3 separate regions of the Mus musculus genome follow, and regions 1 and 2 are each linked to region 3. The links are chromatin contacts, called in public promoter capture Hi-C maps. All regions are on one chromosome and are shown on one strand. Each heading gives the region's core, a stretch centred on a gene start, on an enhancer-like site or on the middle of the called end of the contact. The rest is flanking DNA. Distances are from core to core; before and after follow the strand shown. Region 1 holds the start of 1700028J19Rik (RIKEN cDNA 1700028J19 gene). Region 2 holds the start of Josd2 (Josephin domain containing 2). Region 3 holds the start of Klk13 (kallikrein related-peptidase 13).

Region 1 (4,372 bases), core at 411-2,910, 520 kb after region 3:
TCACTGAAATCTGACCAAGCTTGCTGTGGTGGCACCTACTCATGATCTCAGCACTTGAGAAACTGATGCAGGTGGATTGTCTTGAATTTGAGGCCAACTTGAGCTACATAGTGATATTAGGCATAGCCAGGGCTAGATAGAAAGACAATTAATTAGTTAATTAATTGCTTAATTAATTAGAGGCTAACAAGATAGGGCTTAACAGGTGGAAGCTTTACCACCAAGGCTAATGACCTCAGAGTCCCTACAAACCCACATGGTGGAAGAAAATCCGACTCTCATAATTTATCCTTTGACTTCCACACATTCCCTGTGGTTCTCAACCACCAACACACACACACACACACACACAAATGTAGGAGCTGGAGAGTATGCTCAGAGTTAAGAGCAGGGATGGATCTTGCAAAGGGTCAGGGTTCCGCTCTCAGCACTCACTACCTAGCAGTCCAGATCCAGAGACCCTGACACTCTCTTCTGGCCTCTACAAGCACATAGTGCACATACAGACACATAAGCACTCACACATCACACAAGGAAATATAAATGGAGGCTGGAGAGGGGACTCAGCAGTTGAGAGCACTGGATGCTCTTCTAGAGGACCTGGGCTCAATTCCCAGATCATAACTGTCTGCAACTCTAGTTCCAGAGGATCTGACACTTTCTTTTTTTTTTCTTTTTGGTTTTTCAAGACAGGGTTTCTCTGTGTAGCCCTGGCTGTCCTGGAGCTCACTCTGTAGACCTGGCTGGCCTCGAACTCAGAGATCCGCCTGCCTCTGCCTCCCAAGTGCTGGGATTAAAGGTGTGCACCACCACAGCCCCGGCTTGGATCTGACACTCTCACACAAACATGCATGCAAGCAAAACACCAATATACATAAAATGAAAATATAAATAACTAAATCTTAAAACAAGTGAATGTAAAAAATAAATAAAAATCTAACAATGCAGGTATTTATATAAAAACATATAAAATTTGTGAGTAATCCTCTAGTGTTCATCAAATGAAAATTTGGGGAAAGAACAGAATGTTTTCCATTGTTTTTGTTATTATTTTGAAACAGCCTCTTTCAAACTTTCAGAATGGGCTCAAACTCAGTGTAATCCTCCTGCCTTTGAGTGCTGGGACTGCAGACATGTATTATCATACCCTCCTTGGGAAAGGGGTTTTGAAACTCCCTCCTGTTTGGGAAGTCTGCCTGTCTGCCTTAGTCCTTACCAAATTGTGGCTGGGTCCTTCTCCTCCCCCCACCAACCCCAGACTGGAAGTCTTCAAAAGCAAGAAGCAGATCTAGTCTTGTGTGAGGCTTCAGGGAAGGGAAAGGAAGAGAAACAGATGAGAAAGAAAATAAGCAGAGAGAGGCACGGAGGCAAATATGGGTACAAAAGATAGAAATGGTTCAGAGCAGCCCTGGGAATTGACGGGAAGACGTGTGTGGGTAAAAGGAATTATGAGTTCAGATCTCAAGCCTTCCAGACTCTCTGTCCTGCCTCACCCTGATCTAGCCAGGCCTAGCTCAGACCTTCATTAACCCAGTGTCACCTTGTCCTACCCAATCCATACTCCATCCAGTCCCCACTAGCCCAGCCCTAACAGCAGGGTCACTCACGAAGGCTTACGGTGGTGTCTGAGGCCATGGCCAACCGCAGCCTCTTGGAACCCCTCCAACTGTCATAGAACACACCCCACCCCCAACTGCTACCTAGCCCAAATCCCTGAGTGCTGTCTGGGGACAGAGAGACAGAAAGCTGGAGCCACAGATAGAGGGACACATAGCCTTAGAGCCAGACTGACAGGTTAATCCAGGAAGCCATTGGGAGTGCCTGGAAGCAGAGGCTAATGTAAACTGAGTACATTCAGAGACTAGCCCCATCCTGCTCTTCAACATGGACCAGAACTCCTCTGACCTCCAGAGCAAAGAGACAGCAGCTCCCAGCAGCAGGCAAAATGAAATGCAAGACTCTCTGAAAGTGACCTTGAGCCTCCTAGATGCCACCCAAGGTCAGAAGACTAACACGCAAACTCCTTTGCCTATCATCCACATTCGCAAATTAAGCAATGTGGAACCGTCAACGTCCACACCTATGCCCCGAAGGGTTAGCATCCAGGAACCACCAGCATCTGTCTTTCTCCCTCGCAGGGTTAGTACACTGAGTTCATCCCCATCCACCATTCTCCCTCGAAGGTTAAGTACTCAAGAGACCCTTCTTCAGGGTTCCCAGTCCAATGTACAGGACATACAGTCTGTGGCCTACAATCGATGGCTCAGTTCCAGAGAGTCTGCTTCCCTTAACCATAATCGCCGGCTCAGCATCCTAAGCGCTCATACCCTGTCCAGTGCCCAGTCAGAAATTCGCAGCTCACAAATGGAAACTGAAAGCCACCCCTCCATACCCCAGTCATATAGCCCCAACAAAAAACAAATGCGGCCCAGTGTGGATGTCCCCCCGTCCATAACCCAGAGCCCACAGGCCAGCATCAGAAGTTTCGAGTCCTTTGTCTGGGACTCCAAGGACAGCTTGAAAGAGTTCTCAGATGACTCTTTGTCTAATCACAGTATGCTAGGCAGCACCTCAAAACTGTCCAACATTTCTACTATAATGAACTCTAGTAGGTAAGTACAGGAAGGATGTGGGGTGGGAGGGGGGCCATATTCAAGCCTGGAGCTCTACAACTGCACTTGAAACTGGGGGTGTAGCGATGGGTAGAGGAATCCCTGGGTGAACATAAAAGATACGCGTTTTTGTTTTTGTTGAGATGGGGTCTCGGGGTCTCTCTACATAGACCAAGCTAGCCTTGAGCTCAGAGATCCTCCTGCTTCTGTCGTCTGTGCTGTCTAAAGGCCTGTGCCACCAAGTCTGGCTTCTCAGGTGGGATTTGAAGGATTGTGGGGTGACTAGATAGGGTAGATGGACTTCCTGCTGACTGACGCCAGTCACATGATCTGTCACAGGGCTCAGAGCAAATGCTGGACACTGCTTCCCATAGGCTGGAGGCTGTTGCTCGAAGCCAAGAAGATCAGCAGGCACCTTAGCCTGGTGCTGACTGTGGCCGGCATGGTGATGCTCAGCCTCATCGCCTTGTGGAAACCCTGGATCCACTTCCGAGTGCCTCTAGGACCCCCAGGCGACCCCGCTGGCCCCCAAACCATCTCCATTGACACCATCTTCTTCATGCGGTGCCCTGACATCTCCTGCATGAATGAATACGATAAGAATGCATGTAAGGCTGGCCCCATCCTCATCCCTCCAGAGACCCAAGTCTCCTCCTTGTCCCAGAGAACGTCAAGAACAGTTCTCCCCTGAGGTTACTCTGATACCCACACAATGTCTTCATGACCAAGAGCCTGATGTCACTAACCAAAAAGTGTACCTCACATGCCAGATCTGATGCATGCAATACCCAATTTTTTTTTTTTTAGAGCAGCTCAATGCTGGGTTTGTGCGTGCATGCATAAGTATGCAGATGCTAATGCATCTGTGTGTCCTTGTGTGTGTGGAGGCCAGAAGACAGCCTCAGGTTTTGTTTTTCAGGAATGATCTTAGTAGGGGATTCAATTACTATGATAAAACACTATGACCTAAAGCAACTTGGGGAGGGAAGGGTTTATTTCACTTTCAGTGAATCAGCATCTGCAAAGCAAAGGTTTCATTTTCCTGGCTCTTAATTCAATCCTGGGTGGTTTATAAGGCTTAGAGCCACCTGTAACTCCAGTTCTAGGCAATCTGATGCCCTACTATGGTCTCTAATAGTACGTGTGTTCCTGTGTGTGTCTCTGTGTGTGTCTGTCTGTGCCTGTATTTGTCTGTGTCTCTGCATGTTACACAGGTGGAGGTTGTAACAGAGGTTGATGTCAGGCACTTCCCCACCTTTTCATCTTAATTTTTAATGTACTTATTAGAGACAAGCTGTCACTATGTAGGCCAAGCTGGCCTCAAACTCACAGAGCTCTATCTTCTTCTGCTTCCCAACAGCTGGGGTTAGAGGCATGCACCACCATGACCACCTATTTTAATTTTTGTATTTGTGTGTGTGTGTATGTGTGTGTGTGTGTGTGTGTGTGTGTGTGTGTGTGTGTGTGTGTGTTATGTACATTAGGTGCAGGTTCTCACAGAAGCCAAAGAAAGCATCATATTCCCTGAAACTAGAGTTAGAGGTGATCGTAAGCCACCAGTGTACGTGCTGGAAACTGAACTCAGTCCTCCAGAAGAGCAGCAAGCACACTTAACTGCTAAGCCATCTCTCCAGCACAGACCTGGTGTTGTTGATTCTCCTTTTTTTCCCAGATTTGCTGGACATAGCCTGGGCCTGCATCCTCATCTCCGGTGTCATGAGTTTCTGTGTATTCATGGGTCTCATCAGCACTATCTTCTT
Region 2 (4,594 bases), core at 1,620-4,119, 760 kb after region 3:
ATTCCTGTCCCCAGTTCTTCCCCCATCCCAAGGAAAATGCAGTCTCCATGACAACCTGCTGGCCAGACTGAGGAGGGGGGCTGTAAAGGGAATTTTCTACCTCAGCAGGAATGGGAGAATGTGGGCTGCTCAGGAGGCCGTGGGGTAGTGGGCACATAGGGCCATGCAAGGCCTAGCTTCCAAGCCACCATGCCAGCCAGCAGGAGGGCAGAGGGCTGGAAAAGGACACCCTCCCCATCCTGTTCCCTCCCTCAGTGGAGAGAGTCAGGGGTCAAAGTCCAAAGTTCATTCACTGTCAGGCCTGGTACAGGGGCCAGCAAGCACAGCAGATCCCCCACAGCAGGGTACCTTGTTAAAGACCATGGCCACCAGTACGCTCCCTCAAGTTCCTTACAAGGTGGGGGTGGTGGGCTATGGCCGCCTGGGTGAGTAAGACCTGGCCTGGGGTCTCTTTCTATGCCCTGTTCCTAATGTTCCAGAAACATTTGCTTCCATCTATCTTTCACCCCAGCCTGCCAGCCCAGCCTGCCTTCTGCCCACTCACTGGGCCTCCCTCTGTCTCTCTGTGTCTCTCCCTCTGAGAGAGTGTTTATCTCTGGGTATCTGCCTCTCTCTAGGTCTCTGTCCTTTCTCTGGGTCTCCAAGGTCTGTCTGTCTCTGTCTCTCCCCCCCCCCACCTTCCCCTCTTCTCTCTCCCATCTTCTGTCTGTCTTTCTTCTTGCTCTCATCTCTGTGTGTGTGTCTGGGTCTTTGTGTCTCTGTCTCTGTGTGTATGTGTCTCTGTGTATGTGGGGCATCTCTGTCTCTCCTTTCTAGGTTTCTATGTATTCTGTCTGTGTGTCTGTCTGCCTCTCCTCTCTGGGCTTCTGACTGTATTCTGTCTCTAGGTCCCTGACCCCCCCCCACCCCCAATCTCCCTGACTTAGGAGGGGAGGGTCTCTCTCCTTTCCTTGGATCCCTAGCCCTCCTGTCTCTGCAGGACAGTCCCTTGTGTCCCGCCTTCTGGCTCAGGGATCAGAACTGGGCCTAGAACTTGTTTTTGTGTGGAACCGTGACCCTGGACGGATGGCAGGGAGTGTGCCCCCTGCCCTGCAGCTCCAAGACCTCACTGCCCTTGAGGAAAGGTCAGCGCCCCACAGAAGGAGCCTCCCCAAAGCTGCTTCCTGCCTCCCTGTGTCAGACAACCCTTTGACCCTTTCTGAGTCTCAGTGCATATAAAGAGAAACTAGAATGCACCCACTATCCCACTCCCCTCCCTCAGCCAGGGTAAGCAGTGCTATCCCTCCAAACCCTGAGGACCTGGGAGACAGGAGACCTGACTCTTCTCCAAGGCCCTCCCCCTCCATGTCTCTCTTCCTAGGCACCCTGACCTTGTGGTAGAAGTGGCCCACCCCAAAATAATCCATGAATCTGGGGCACAAATCCTTCGCCATGCAAACCTCCTGGTGAGCCTCCTTGCCCCTCAGTGAGTCCCTCTCTGTGTTGGCTGCATCCCACCCTCCAGCAGTAATCTGGGTCTTGGCCTTGCCTCTCTCTACCATCCGTGTCCCAAGGTGGGATCCCCCTCAGCTCTGGCTGACCAGACCACAGAGCAGCAGCTCCTGGAGGCTTCAAAGCGCTGGGGCCACACTGTGTTTGTGGCCCGAGGGGCCCTATGGGGCAGTGAAGACATCAGCAGACTGGATGCAGCCGGAGGCCTCCAGGTGAGGACTGTCTGGGCTGCCAGACGGAACATGTAAGAGTCTCAATCTCCTGACCCTGCCATTGCTTCCAGAGCCTTCGAGTCACCATGGCCACACATCCTGATGGCTTCCGGCTGGAGGGACCCCTGGCTGCAGCCCACAGTAGTGGGCCCCGCACAGTGCTCTATGAGGGCCCTGTGCGTGGGCTCTGTCCCTTGGCCCCCCGAAACTCTAACACCATGGCAGCTGCTGCCCTGGCTGCCCCCAGTCTAGGCTTCGACCGTGTCATTGGGGTGCTTGTGGCTGACCTTAGGTAAGCACAGGGCGTAGGTGGCACAGCTGTGTACACTCCGGGTGGACTGACTGCACTTCTCTGCCGGCTGCAGCCTCACCGACATGCACGTGGTGGATGTGGAGCTGCTAGGACCCCCAGGGCCTTCAGGTCGCAGCTTTGCCGTGCACACCCACAGAGAGAACCCAGCCCAGCCTGGCGCTGTCACCGGCTCTGCTACTGTTACAGCCTTCTGGCACAGCCTACTGGGTGCGGCAGGCCCCTCCAAGGGTCCCTTGGCGTTTGTGCTCGGCAGAGCTCACATGTTGGGTGTCCCAACCCCAGTTTTCTGTCTTTTCTCATTCTTAGTTCTCACTCCCAGGCTCTATGAGCCTCTCTTTCCCCGCCCCGCTTTCTCTCAGCATCTGGGTCCCCCTCTAGGTCTCTACATCCACATGCCACATCTCTTTCTGAGTATCCTCCTTGACTTGTACCACATTACCTTTTCCAAAACCCACGTCCACCATGGCCACCTGCATGTGTCTGTGTTGTCATCCTAGTTTTTCATTCTCCCCACAGGCTGCTGTCAGCTCACCTCCAGACCTGGGATCCACCTCTGCTGAGTCTCCTCCCCTACTACCCTTACTGTCATATTGACAACTATGGGTCCCAGTAAACATCAGAGTTCAGCCCACTGTTCTCTTTGGCCTCTTTGGTTCCTTGTCCCCACCTCTATGTCGTCACGCTTCAGCTACACACTGAGTATGACGCCATAGCAGCAGCGTGCGAGCTCATACACAAACCAGCCCCCTGAAAGCTATCGCGAGATCACTCGTTACCACAACTCCCAGAAACCTCTAGGCAGCAGTGAGCCCTGGGAGAGAACGAGAACTGGCTGCTTTGTCCGATGGGAGTTGTAGTCCCACGCGGCAGAGCAGCCCCGGAGGACTTCCGGACTGCGCGTCCTATTTAGACGCCCTACGGAGGCCTTCGGGAATCGCAGTTCGGCGCGCGCAAGTCGCCGGGAGCTGTAGTCCCTTTCGCCTGCTCAGTCAGCGTGCTACCACCCGGTCGCTGCCTAGGGAATGCGAAAGCGGTCGGTCCCGGGGAGCAGAAAGGCCGGCGGGGTGAGGGCCAGGCGGGCGACAAGCAAAGGCGGGTGGGAGTGTGCCTGGTTGCCAGGTGACAGGAAAAGGTGGGGGCTCCTGTTGCTTAGTAACTGGTAGAGGGCCTCGTTGCCAGGTGAAGGGAGGCGAGAACCCTGGTTATTGAGGAGGGGAAGTCTTTCGTTGCTAGGCGACCAGAAGAGACCCTGTTACCCAGAGACGGGAAAGGAGGAGTCCTCCATTGCTAGGTGATCAGAAAACGGACCAGGATACCCAGAGGGTGGGGTTGTTCTGTTGCTTGGGAACTAAAAAGGTATTGTTTCCTAGGGACAGAAGGGGTGGTAGTCCATTGCTAGGTGATGATGATCAGGACCCTTTTGCTTGGAGACATGTAGTGGGGGTGGGTCTCTATTGCCAGGTGAGCAGATGAGAGCCTCTACTCCCCCCACTCCCAGGACTGGGCTCAAAAGGTGTCTCTGTGCTCTGGAGACAGCCTGGGAAATAGGGTCAGGGCCTCACGGCCTCCTAAGCTAGCCCCAGTGCCCATCTCAATGTCCATTGCCCAGGGACCCAGGAATCTAGAGAACCGAATGAGCAAGATCCTAGGTGCCTAACACCTCCTTGTCCCACCCCGCAGCAGGAGCTGAGGAGGGCATGTCTCAGGCTCCGGAAGCAAGGCCGAGTCCACCCTCAGTGTATCATGAGCGGCAGCGGCTAGAGCTGTGTGCTGTCCATGCTCTCAACAACGTCCTTCAAGAGCAGCTCTTTAGCCAGGAGGCTGCCGACGAAATCTGCAAGAGGTGACTGCCATTGTTCCCCGCCCTGGAAGAGCAGGGCTCAGAGAGGCACGGGAGCCTTCCTGGGACCCTAGCAGGGCCAAGGCTCCGATCCAGGAGCTGTTGCCTGCCCTCCCACCTGCTGCTTCTCACAGCCTCAGCCCCAGCTTTGGCCTCAACCTCTCTTATCTGAGCCTCTGTCACAACCTCCCAGCTGTCTGTTTTTCTTCTCCTGGTCGTCCTACACACAGCCCCACAGCTGCTTGCCCCCTCCTCTGCTTCTATCCCTCTTTGGTTCCCCAGAACTCCTAGGGACTAGCCCCGGGCCTTCAGGCTGAACTCAAGGCCTTGTGTGCTCGGGTCCTTGCCTACCTTTCTGCAGCTTCATCCTTCGATGTACTCCTAGGCCTCCAACAGGCTGTTCCCATGTTACACAAGGCATTTTTTTCCCCTTCTTGGTCCCTTTGTTTGCGCCTCACAATTTCAACCATCACTTTTGTAAGAAACTTTCTTGAATCTCTCTCCCCATTCCCACCTCTAGGCTGCAGGGTGCTTCTATGGGCACATAGACACCCCAGCCTGTAGTCCTTGCCCAGATCCACAGGCAGCCCTCATCTGTAAACTTCAGACTTACTTAGAACATACGCATCTCTCTTTCTCCAGCTCTTTCTCCAGGGACATGCTGAGCAGCTCGAGCTGAGGCAGATGTCACAAGGGGGAGAAGGCTGGGAGAGCTGCAGACATGAGTGGCTCCCTCTT
Region 3 (4,585 bases), core at 827-3,326:
TACTAGTTCTTTCTTTCTCCTGCTAGGTTGCTAGGAAGATGGTGAACTGTGAGATGGTACCCCTGGATTCGGTCCAGTGTGTGTATGCTTATCAGCAATGGGCTCCTTGTTGCCTTACTAATGAAGTGAGGGGGTGGAAGGAACTTAGCCTTTGGTGGGTCCATGACCTCACTCCAACATGGGTAGGGTACTTGAGTCCTAGCCAATCATAACCTTAAACATCAACTTTGACCTGGCAATCACCCCTCAACAAATGCCAGCACCAGCCACCCCCACTCCTGGCTCCAGCCCCTCCCAAGTGAGAAAGCTTTACTGGAAACTTGAGCCTGGGCCACAAGAGGGCACAGGTACCCCAACTTCCCACACAAGCTGTCACCTCATTTCACCTAGCATCCTCCCTCCTGCCACCCCACCTGAACCCGACTCTACCGGAAAGGAATAGACTCAGCACCCACTCCAAGCCCTGCCCAGGGAGGTGGAGGAAGTCCAGGTTGGGAAAGGACATTGGCCTTTCAGTCACCTTAACAGGAATTCACAGATGTGACCCAACCCCCTACCAACATCTACCCAATACAGATGCACAGCCTGTATCTAGTTCTCATTACTGGTGTTCGAGACTATCCCAACCATCTCACCATCCTGTCCTCCATCCTGCCCTCCAGCCCACCCTAACCCAACAGGACTCTATCAGCACTCTTATCTCCATGTCCCTCCCATCTGCAACCCAACCCTATCCCCAAACATAACCTGGTATCACACTACCCTGACTTAAGGACATCTCTGCATCTGTTTTATTGTCTTTGAGAAGCTTCTTTACAACATTGAGCAGTGCTGGGCTTGAACATGGATGGAGCCTTCCTCTGCTACAGGAGAGCTCTACCACTGTGCTGTGCCCTTAACCCCTCACTGGGGGATTCTAGGCAGGGGCTCTACCATTGAGCCACATCCCCAGTCCCTCACTGGGGGATTCTAGGCAGAGGCTCTGCCACTGAGTCACGCCCCTAGTCCTCTTCATACTTTGCATGTGAGTCAAAGTGTTGCTAAGTTGCACACTAAGGCTGGCCTCTGAACTCACTCTTCAATGCAGATCAGTCTTGAAGTTTCTATCCTCCTGGCCCAGCCTCTCCAGGTATCTAGGATGATAGAAGTGTGCTGTAACGCCCTGTGATACAAAGTGCTACTTTATAACTTTAAACTGTGGGTAGCTGGTAGCAATGCAAACACTCTTCTTTAAACTCACTAAAATGAAATTTGCTAGGTGGCAGTGCCTCTAAGCATGAGCAAAGAATTGATTTATAAATTCTTATTAGCATTGCTTATTGCCTATTCCTCTTGCTGTGAGGTTTCTCTCTCTCTCTCTCTCTCTCTCTCTCTCTCTCTCTCTCTCTCTCTCTCCCTCTCTCTCTCTCTCCTTTTCTTTTTTAAGTCCATACCGATCTCAAACTCATCAAACAGCAAAGGATGATCTTGAATTCCTGATCCTCCTGCCTCTACCCTCCTAATGCTGGGCTTACACGTGTGTACCCCGACACAGATTTGGAACTTAGGGCTTCACGCATGCTAGACAAGCACTTTACCAATTGAGCTACACCCCCAGCTCCACAACACCTTATTTTAAAAATTAATTTTTGACCACTAGGTTTGATCTCAACATTCAAATCTTGACTCCCTTGGTCTAGACTACTGAACTTGCTAATGCCCCACCTCCCATCCTGTGAACCCCATCAGCCTCTATTGTAATGATGTCATCTTTATTAGCTCCCTCTTTCCAAACATCACTGGATCCCCATCCTTGGCTGGTTTCCAAATTTTGACCCCACCTCTGTCCTTCTTAATCCCTAATCCTGCCCCGTCCACCCCCTGGGATTAACTCATGGGGCCCCACCTAGCCACAGTTCCAGAAGCCACCTACTTATTCCCTAAACACCATCCCTTCCTCCTTCCTCTTCCTCCACCCCATCCCATCCGGGCTTGCCCTCCCCTCCCCCACCTGCCCTCTCCCTCTCCACCCACCTTGCTTTGCACTCCATCAACTCTGCTCCAGAAAGGCTGCCTAGTTCAAACTACTTTCCCAGGCTCAGACTCTTCCTGACAGGAGCCCAGGGGCACTTGATACACTCTTAGGCCTGGCACCTATGGTGGCGTGTGTCTTGGGAAAGAGGTGACGAACATATGTGGTCATCACCTTAAATTTCAGAAGAAAAAAGACTGGAGGTGAGACTCCCACTGGCTGGGCTGGTTTTGATGTTGAGAGATCAGTTAGGATTGCTCCGGGGAAGAGACTGGCGTTGAGATAGGCTGGGGGGTGACCCTATGGTAAAAATGGCATTTTAGGACAGACAGCTCAGTGATGGCTATCTGGGAGCTGGGGCAGACTAAGAGTTTGCACAATGTTGAGAGCCGAGGTGAGGAAGAGTGAGGTGTCGAATGGCGAGGAGTATGGGGGCGGGAGGAGTTTGAGAAGGAAAGTGGGCTTTTCCCCTTTCTATGGCCTGGTTCTGCCACAGGAAGGTTCACAGTGGGTTCAATTTGGGCTTGGGCGGGGCCAGATCTGGGTCCCAGCTTGTCTCAGAAGCCCCGCCTCCAAGCTGAGGGCCGAGCCCAGGCTGGGGGGTGCCTGTCAACAACAAGCTGAGCCATTGGGGGTGGAGAGGGGGAGCCTGCACCGGGAAATGGTGCGCGCGCTGGGGGAGGGAGCTCAGGGGTTAAAAGCCATGGGTCAGAGCTGAACTTTCTAGGCAGCTGGCAGCTGAAGTTGGCCCCTCACTCAGGTAGGGTTTCTGGGTGGGAGAAGGGCAGAGGCCTGGGGAAGGGGTGTTGGAGGGTGACAGGAAGGAGGAGAAAGGAGGAGGGATGGGAAGTCGGGGATACAGGACAGCTGAATCAGCGTGAGGCGCAGGTGGAGACAGAAACTTGCAGAGATGCAGGGAGCCTAAGCATGCAGAAAGACTAGACGCCAGGGAGGAGACCCAGGGTCCGGGGCAGGCCCAGAGAGGGGATAATGGGGTCAGAGGCGGGGAAGGAGTGATGGGTGAGAGAATGCTCTCTGGACCCAGCTCTCAGAGTGCAGAGGAAGAAGGGGTCACCTCTATGAGGTGATGGCAGGTCCTGGACCTCAGAGGAGTGCATGCTGCACCTCCACTGGTTCCCGAGGTGTCCCACACACAGTGGGGTTGGAGAGTGCAAGATTCAAGGGTCAGGGATTTCAGAGTGAATAGAGCTGGAAAGGTCAAGATTACAAAGCACAGAATTTCAGTCTCCGGGCTTGCTTTGCAATACCCACTTCAGCCTCTCGACCCAGGCCCCGCCCACCCTGCCCACCCCCCATCCCGGAGCTATCATGTGGCCCCTAGTGGCTACCATCGCTTGCCTGACCTTGGCCTTGTCCGAAGGTAAGTACTCAGGCACAGGGGTGGAGGCAGGGAAGCCACTCAAGTCAATGGTGGGAAGGGTCAGGCCACGGGGAGGGGAAGTGGGACCCGCGCGCTCCGCCCCACGCCCACTCGAGGCCAGGGAGGACACCCTGTTAGCTTCCTCCTAGTCGTGTGTGACCTGATTTCCCAGCTGGGGTCAGCCCACCAATACCAGTGCCTTCACCTCTGATCCCAGAGATGTCCCAGCTTAGAGAAGCCCCAACTCTCTCTGACTCTCTTGGCTCTTTGCATCCGCCCTAGTCCCCCTCCCCACCCCGCCCCCAACGCACACTCAAGGCCTCCTTGAGAGCAGGAAGCTCACAAGTGCACGGGTTCAAATATTAACAAACGCTACTATGAGCAAAACTGAAGGTCCTTGCACCTACAATTATTTTTTTTTTCTGCAACACTGATTGCTCTGGATAAGAAGAGGGACTTACCTGTTGAGTGACAGAAAGGGCTCTGAAAGTCGTGGATTTTTATTTTCTTTATGGCTTTGATGTTTGCTTTTTGAGATAGTGTCTCCTGCAGACCAGGCTGGCTTCAAACTCACTATCTAACAGAGGATGGCCTTGCCTTTACCTTCCCAGCATTAAGGGAGACAAGTGTGTGCTACCAGGCTTTGTTTATGTGGTGCTGGGGATGGACCCGGTGCCTGTGTGGGTACGAGGCACACACCAGCTGAGCTACAAGCCCAGCTCCTTTTCTGCCATCCCATACACACTCTTGAGAAACCCCAGGTATGCATGCATCACTCACTTATTCTGCCAGGAACAAGCAGTAGACACTGAGCACTCTGCCTGCCTGTGGCATCCGCAGCATATCTGGGGGGAGCTGTGCAGACATTAGTGAAACAACTACCCAAATAATTAGTTAATACTTAATTGCCATTATGAGGTAAGGAGGAATCTATCAGGAGCCTAGATATGTAATGGAGGCTTTGGGAGGCCTCCCCAGGGGCTTTGTTCTGACTTAAAGGGGGAGGGTCCACAGCACCTAGCACCCTGCACCAGCCTTCACTGGGAGATGGGGTGGCTGCCCTGCTTTGGTGCCACACCCAGGTTTCACACCCTTGCCCCTCCTGGTGCCTCACCCTGGTGCCAGGAGCCCCACATGCTGCGTCTTGTGGAACCCTCCAGAGCCTGATGAGGTAGGTGTGCTGTAATTACTTC

Evidence for each region. Promoter capture Hi-C pulls out the DNA fragments that hold promoters and counts their contacts.
Region 1: a promoter capture Hi-C map of hippocampal neurons shows a contact between it and region 3, with 2.7 times the contacts expected there. The contact joins the promoter of 1700028J19Rik here to the promoter of Klk13 in region 3. A contact is called at or near these places in 5 of 39 promoter capture datasets (cranial neural crest, embryonic stem cells, hippocampal neurons and 1 more), 1 of 484 Hi-C or Micro-C datasets (embryonic stem cells) and 1 of 9 other capture datasets (adipose tissue).
Region 2: a contact with region 3 is called in a promoter capture Hi-C map of embryonic stem cells, with 2.5 times the contacts expected there. The contact joins the promoter of Josd2 here to the promoter of Klk13 in region 3. A contact is called at or near these places in 1 of 39 promoter capture datasets (embryonic stem cells) and 1 of 484 Hi-C or Micro-C datasets (embryonic stem cells).

What each region holds. Positions count from the first base shown.
Region 1 is chr7:44,234,462-44,238,833 of GRCm38.p6, forward strand. It overlaps 1700028J19Rik (RIKEN cDNA 1700028J19 gene), which reads right to left and starts at 1,661. Exons shown (of 5, transcript NR_029436.1): 1 at 1,608-1,661. It overlaps Gm36864 (predicted gene, 36864), which reads left to right and starts at 1,708. Exons shown (of 5, transcript NM_001378657.1): 1 at 1,708-2,612; 2 at 2,952-3,220; 3 at 4,285-4,372. The coding sequence starts at 1,885.
Region 2 is chr7:44,465,111-44,469,704 of GRCm38.p6, forward strand. Josd2 (Josephin domain containing 2) reads left to right here and starts at 2,870. Exons shown (of 5, transcript NM_001205071.1): 1 at 2,870-3,080; 2 at 3,697-3,859. The coding sequence starts at 3,714. It overlaps Aspdh (aspartate dehydrogenase domain containing), which reads left to right and starts at 325. Exons shown (of 7, transcript NM_026690.1): 1 at 325-425; 2 at 980-1,124; 3 at 1,361-1,445; 4 at 1,554-1,703; 5 at 1,775-1,995; 6 at 2,069-2,223; 7 at 2,533-2,641. The coding sequence starts at 362. The coding sequence ends at 2,576.
Region 3 is chr7:43,710,491-43,715,075 of GRCm38.p6, forward strand. It overlaps Klk13 (kallikrein related-peptidase 13), which reads left to right and starts at 2,077. Exons shown (of 6, transcript NM_001039042.2): 1 at 2,077-2,214; 2 at 3,302-3,392. The coding sequence starts at 3,341.